2 separate regions of the Mus musculus genome follow, and region 2 is linked to region 1. Evidence: chromatin contacts called from public Hi-C data. All regions are on one chromosome and are shown on one strand. Each heading gives the region's core, a stretch centred on a gene start, on an enhancer-like site or on the middle of the called end of the contact. The rest is flanking DNA. Distances are from core to core; before and after follow the strand shown.

What was found. A called contact is a pair of places that touch in the nucleus more often than the background predicts.
Region 2: a contact with region 1 is called in a Hi-C map of cerebellum, with 6 times the contacts expected there. The contact joins the promoter of Foxg1 here to the promoter of Twist1 in region 1. A contact is called at or near these places in 1 of 39 promoter capture datasets (cranial neural crest) and 4 of 484 Hi-C or Micro-C datasets (cerebellar granule neurons, cerebellum and embryonic stem cells).

Annotation. Positions count from the first base shown.
Region 1 is chr12:33,955,533-33,958,986 of GRCm38.p6, forward strand. It overlaps Twist1 (twist basic helix-loop-helix transcription factor 1), which reads left to right and starts at 2,139. Exons shown (of 2, transcript NM_011658.2): 1 at 2,139-3,106. The coding sequence starts at 2,446. The coding sequence ends at 3,066.
Region 2 is chr12:49,381,292-49,384,757 of GRCm38.p6, forward strand. Foxg1 (forkhead box G1) reads left to right here and starts at 1,716. Exons shown (of 2, transcript NM_008241.2): 1 at 1,716-2,095; 2 at 3,010-3,466. The coding sequence starts at 3,195. Gm34304 (predicted gene, 34304) reads right to left here and starts at 537. Exons shown (of 2, transcript NR_168648.1): 1 at 526-537.

The sequences.
Region 1 (3,454 bases), core at 889-3,388:
CTAAAATAAAAAATAGATCTTTTGAGGTTGATATTAATAAAGGGTGAATCGAGATTTCCGCAGTCACCCAATTACGAGATACTCTGAAATTCATATTTAGAAAAGAGAGCACTGGGTAAGAGGATGCGGCAGAATTTCTGCCACGTTTTGTTTCCAAGAGATAAATTCTTGTCGGTGAAAAATGCAAATGCAAGGGTGCAGGAGTGGCTTTATTTTGAGAAGAATTGGCTACGAGCTATTAAAATTAAGTGGAGGTCAAGTAGAATCTGGTTTTCAGCCAGGCTGTCATTTTAAAATATGGTAGCGGCGGGCGAGGCCGGCCAGTTGGCACACTGTGGTCATTGTCTCTGGATATCAGTAAAAACGGTGCAGGGTAAGCCCGGGGAGGGGGGGGGGGGGTCTCTACTCGGATGAAAGTACAGTCGGGTTTACTGGCCTCAGAAGAGAGCTTTCTCTACAAAGGCTGAGTCCTCGGACTAGCCTCAGGCATTCCACACCCCAGAGTTTCCGGGACCCAGCTGAGAGCTTCAGCAGGACCCAGCCACGTGGCCTGCCCTGCGTCGCAGGGGCTCCGGCCTCCAGCTTCTCAGGAAGTCGGTGGCCGCGACCTTTGGTCCAACCCAGAAAGGGGCACTTGCTGAGCTGGCAGTTTCCCGGGGGATTGGCCAGGGGAGTGGGGATTGGGCGTTTAGCAAGGTCCTCAGCTTGGGAACAGGGCAGGAGTTCGAGACGCTCACCTCCACGCCCGCAAACTCTGCCCCTGAAACTCTGGCTACTTCCTCCGGACCCAGAATTGCCTTTCTGAGTAAGAGATCACCTTGTACCGGCTCCCTAAATCCCCATCCTACTTAAAAAACAGAAATAAATAAATAAAACATATTTAAAAAATGTAAAGAGCCCTGCAATCACTGGCTTCCATAGCCACTCTCCTTCTTGCTCATTAACCTCTCTGCTTCCACTTTTCCAGAATCCTTTTTGGGGTTTCAAGGTATTTGGTAAAAAAAAAAAAAAAAAAAAAAACAAAACAAAAAAAAAAAAACAAAAAAAACCGCTTGCAATCAACCAACATGGCTGAGTGCATTTGAGGCACCGGGAGCATAACTACTCACAAGATCTCCTAGGAAGACGAGAATATTGATCCCCCACCTTAAATGTATGGACTACCCAAGGTTAGCATGCAGGGCTTAATTTGGAGTTAGCGGACATGAAATGTTCTCAAGGTTCTCCTCCACCTAGGGCTGGCAGCGTGGAGCACCAAGGCTGCTCTATCTTTCCCTAGCTTTGCTCCCTTCAAAAGAACAAGGCTTTTCTCTGTAAAAGAATGAACTCCAGCCTAGGTCCAGCACCTTTGGAAGCACAGTCCTCTGAGAGCAGGGAAACTTTAGATTGGGTCACCGTAGCAGGAAAGGAGAGCCCAGACGTTTCTCCGGGAGGGGTGACACGGCAGGCCAGGGCGCAGATCCATAGCGCCCACGATGTGGCCACGTCTTGAGAACCGCCCTCGACCACAGGGCCAGGCAGCCGCGGGGAATCCCTTGGGACTAGAGGTTTCCGACTAGAGGTTTCCTCTACCTGACCGTTAGATGGACTCGGTTGTTGAAACTTTTCTTGCCTCGCAGCCCGGGCCCGAGCCACCCCCAAAGGGCCCGGAGAACTCCGAGGGATCCCAGGCGGGATGGGACATCACCCAGAGCGTCGAAGCCGCTTGCCACTACTGCTGTCACAGCCACTTGGGGAGGGGGAGACTGCAACAGCGACCCAGACAGTCCCCTGTTTGCGGTGCTGTGCTCGGGTGCGGGGGCGCTGGGCGCGCTCTGGCGCGGAAGGAAATCGCCCCGCGTCCTCCCCGAAGCGGAGGGGGAGAGCTGGGGGGGGGAGAGGGAGGGGAGAGGCGGGCGCAGGGGCTGGCCGCTCGGGCCAGGTCGGTTTTGAATGGTTCGCAGGACGAATTGTTAGACCCCGAGCAAGGGGGGAGGGGGCGAGGGAGGGGGGCTGGAAAGAGGAAACTTTCCTATAAAACTTCGAAAAGTCCCTCCTCCCCACGTCAGGCCAATGACACCGCTGCCCCCAAACTTTCCGCCCGCACGGAGGTATAAGAGCCGCCAAGTCCACAGCCCGCGCCCAACTCTCAGACACCTCGCGGGCTCGCCAGCACCGGCACCGGCTGCGCCAGGCCGGAACGGGGCGCGCTTGCGGCCGTCGGGCGCCTTCTTTTTGGACCTCGGGGCCCTCCACACCGTCCCCTCCCCCGCCCGCCTCCCTCCCCGCCTCCAGCGCCCTCCCCGCGGAGGTCCCCCCACCCCCATCCCGCCTCCCTGCGTCCTCCGGGCCGCACCGCCCGGGCCGGCGCCGAGCGCGGGGAAGCTGGCGGGCTAGGGCGCCCCGCTCCTCTGCTCTACCCTCCCCCGTCCCGGCTCCGCGAGGCCGCACGTCGCCGCCCGCGAGATGATGCAGGACGTGTCCAGCTCGCCAGTCTCTCCGGCCGACGACAGCCTGAGCAACAGCGAGGAGGAGCCGGACCGGCAGCAGCCGGCGAGCGGCAAGCGCGGGGCTCGCAAGAGACGCAGCAGTCGGCGCAGCGCGGGCGGCAGCGCGGGGCCCGGCGGGGCCACGGGCGGGGGCATCGGAGGCGGCGACGAGCCAGGCAGCCCGGCCCAGGGCAAGCGCGGCAAGAAATCTGCGGGCGGAGGCGGCGGCGGCGGCGCGGGCGGAGGTGGTGGCGGCGGCGGCGGCAGCAGCAGCGGGGGCGGGAGCCCGCAGTCGTACGAGGAGCTGCAGACCCAGCGGGTCATGGCTAACGTGCGGGAGCGCCAGCGCACGCAGTCGCTGAACGAGGCGTTCGCCGCCCTGCGCAAGATCATCCCCACGCTGCCCTCGGACAAGCTGAGCAAGATTCAGACCCTCAAACTGGCGGCCAGGTACATCGACTTCCTGTACCAGGTCCTGCAGAGCGACGAGCTGGACTCCAAGATGGCAAGCTGCAGCTATGTGGCCCACGAGCGGCTCAGCTACGCCTTCTCCGTCTGGAGGATGGAGGGGGCCTGGTCCATGTCCGCGTCCCACTAGCAGCGGAGCTCCCCACCCCCTCTGCAGGCCGGAGACCTAGGTAAGGACCGGCTCCAGGGATCGATCGGGCCAGGCCGCGGGTCCCCTGTTCACCTCGCCACCGTGCTGGGTATCCCCCCCCCATCCCCCTCCACTCTCCTCGCTGCCCTCCACCTAGCCAGGCACCGCCACCTCATTCCACCCGCATCCCTGGCAAGCAGTTCAGTCCCCACAGGGGAAACAGGTCCTAGGGTCGGGGAGAACCAGTGTGCCCAGGAGAGGTGTATGTGTGTGTGCGCGTGCGGGGGTGTGCATGACAGAAGATTGAGAAAGTCAAGCATAGGGGCCTTGTGCCCAAAACGCCATCCCCCAAACCCCTTTCTTTCTTCTTTAAAATTCCCTTCTTAAA
Region 2 (3,466 bases), core at 466-2,965, about 15 Mb after region 1:
TCACTGCTGAGCTCAGATTTGAATAAAATGTCCAATGTTAACAAACAATACCCACGTTTGGCACTTTGTGTATTAAATTGATCAAACAGATTTTAGGAGACACAATGCACAATTTGTACAGACCTGATTGAGTTAATATAATATCAGCAAATTTTACATCGAAATGATTCTGTTTCTTTTCTTTGTGTTTAAAACCAGCACAGATTACAAATTTTAATGATCTGAAAATGTTTGGTATACAAAATCATGCTTATTTCAGTATTAGCAAAAACACAAGAAATTTTTCAACACAAACACCCAGCTGTGTCTATTTTAAAAGCAGTTCAATGACAGCTTGCACTTATGAGCATGCAATCAGCTAATTTCGCTTTTTTTTCTTCTGTGTTAATCAACACTTTCCTTCCTGCATATCAGAGTACAAATAGTATAGTTACTCCACATCAGTAAATGTTTACGTAACCTGTCCTTTCCCAAGAATCCGGTTACACCGAATCATTTCACGCTAGACCGACTACGAAAACGTACCGGGCCGTCCACCTCTGAGGGAGCCCCGGGAGCCATTATAAGCGGTGGTGAGAAGGGGGGCTGGGGGATGGGGAGGAGTAGGTGGAGGAGTGAAGGGGAGAGGAAAGGAGGGAGGGAGAAGGGGTGGGTTAGTGAAAGGGGAAGAAGGGAGAGGGGAGGAGGAAGGAAGGCAAGCGCATTGAGGAACCACCAGGGAAAATGGGCCTGAGGAGGAGAAAAGAGTGGGAAGGGAAATGAACAAGACAACCCAGGCTCACAGATCTCTCTAGCTAGGTTGGCAAAGCTCATCACGTCGCCAGGCTCCGTGAGAAACCCCAAGCCTAGAAATCAACCTTTGGCACCAATGTGTTTTGCAAAGCTGATTGCTAGAACCCTGGCCTTTTCCGTCATGCATAGCTTGTTTTAAAGTCAGCGGATATGTAGGAAGAGATCCAAGCAGTGGAAGGATATTTGGGGACAAATAATCAAAGATCTCTTACAACACTCCAATAGATATAAAATTTGCTAGCTATTTGTAATTGTGGATAATTTTCGCTAGCGTTTCCCTCTCTTTCCCTCCCCTCTTTCTGCGCCCCATTTCAAATTTGGGGGGTGAGAACATCAGAATAACTCCCTATTATTTTGAGTATTGCATGTTTCTGGTAGATTTTAGTACCACACATAGGCCCTGTTTTTTCTCCTTCCTTTTTTTTTTTTATATCAAGACTGAGAGATCATTTAGCTAAGAGCTCATCAAAATGAATGCTGGCATGGGTAGAGTATTTTACCTTAAAGAGGAGGGGAAAGATACTCGTGACCTATGTGTCTCCACCTCCCTCTCCTCTCTGGCTACGGCCTCTGCTTACAACGTGGCGCGCTTTGAGCCAGTGAGGATTTGTGATCTGTGTGCTCCGCACTAAATTCCAATCCCTGGGAAATGCTGGGCCTTGGCCCTGGCCCTGGCCGCGATCTTTTTAAAGGCCTTGAATTACAAGCTACCCACTCGTTTCAACCTCCCCACCAAACCATCCCCCAAACCCCAGAAGCTAGGACTGTCAAATCCACCTTCCTTGGGCTCCCCAGAGCATTCCAGCAGCATCCAAGAAGGGTAAGAGCTGATTTCGCCCTACTGGTGTTTCAAGATTGAGGTTTTAAAGAGATAAAGTATTTGTGAAATGGGAAAAAGGAGCAAACATAGGATTTAAAAAAAAAAAAAACGGAAGTAGACGCCCACTCATATTTTCTTCAATGTCAAGCAAAATGAAAATATTTCCAGGATGATCGATCGCGGCTACCGGCTTCCAGTACTGCCTAGAAGCTGAAGAGGAGGTGGAGTGCCCGAGGAGACAACTGCCACCGGGTCACCCGCGCGTGAGCGCGACTCTGGGAGTGAAGCGAGACGGAGGGAGAACACACGTGTTACCTGCTTTATTTCGGGACTGTTTGGGTCTGTGCTCGCCCGGGGCAGCTCTCCGCCCGCCCGCCCGCGTGCGTGGAAGGCCTCCACAGAACGCACCCACCGCTCAGCCGCCCCCGCTCGCCGCCCTCAGCCCAGCTTCACAGCCGAGCTCGCCGCGGGCCGCAGGAAGCTGTAAGTACCGGCCTGGCCGTGGCCGCCCCCGCCCCACCTTCCAGGCCCCGTTCCCCCGATGCCCGGCTCTCCGGAGCTTGCTGGCCCGCTCGCTCCCAGGGCGCTGCCGGGGCCGCCGCGTCCCCAGGGTTCACGCCCTCTCCCGCACCCTCGCAGCTCGCCCCTCCGCCGCGCCCCCCGCCCCGCTCTTCCAGACAAAATTGGATACAAACTTTAATCAATAAGGATAAATATTGACGCGCAAAGGAAAATAATCCCATACAGGGAGGAGGCCACAGTCGAGCGGCCGCGGCCCGGGGCGCACGCCCCACGCTAATCCTGGCCGGGTGGGCGATCTCCCGCCGGTCCCCGCGGCTCCAGGCCTGGGCCCCGCCACCCGGAGGGGGCGGTGAGCGGGGGGCGGGGCCGGGGCGGGGCGGGGATGGGCGGGCCCTGGGCCCCCGATTGGTCGACGGCTAGCCAGACGCTCCTGCACGCCGGCGGCACTGATTGGTTCGGCAGTAGGAAAGGTTAAACCAAAAATTTTTTTACAGCCCTAGTGTGCGCCTGTAGCTCGGAAAATTAATTGTGGCTATAGCTGCCTCGATCGCTGTCTCCTAGCCTCGCTGCGGCCGCTCCGGGACGCGCCCGCCCGCCGCCCGGCTCTCCCCCCCTTCGGGCTGCCGCTGCTGCTGCTGTGACTGCTGCGGCGCGAGGAGGAGGAGGCAGCGGGGGAGGGGGAGGCCGGGCGCGGAACGGAGCGGGGCGCTGCACCCCGGGCGACGGGTTGCTTCTGCCTCTAGCCTCCCTCTCTCTCTCTCTCTCTCTCTCTCTCTCTCTCTCTCTCTCTCTCTCTCTCTCTCTCTATCTCCTCTCCCTCTCTCTCTCTCTCTCCCTCTCTCTTTCTCTCTCTAATTCTTGAGGGGTGGTTGCAGCTTTTGCTACATGCCTTGCCAGCGCCGGAGCCTGCGGTCCAACTGCGCTGCTGCCGGAGCGCTCAGTGCCGCCTCCGCTGCCCGCTCCCCCCGCGCCCCACTCCGAACCCGCTGGTCGCCCGCCGCGCTGCTGCCCGGCTCCCGTGCCGCCGCCGCCGCCGCCGCCGCCCCCCGACGCCTGGGTGATGCTGGACATGGGAGATAGGAAAGAGGTGAAAATGATTCCCAAGTCCTCGTTCAGCATCAACAGCCTGGTCCCCGAGGCCGTCCAGAACGACAACCACCACGCGAGCCACGGCCACCACAACAGCCACCACCCCCAGCATCACCATCATCATCACCACCACCACCACCCGCCGCCGCCCGCGCCCCAGCCGCCTCCACCGCCGCCCCAGCAGCAGCAGCAGCAGCCGCCCCCGGCCCCGCAGCCCCCGCAGGCGCGCGGCGCCCCAGCAGC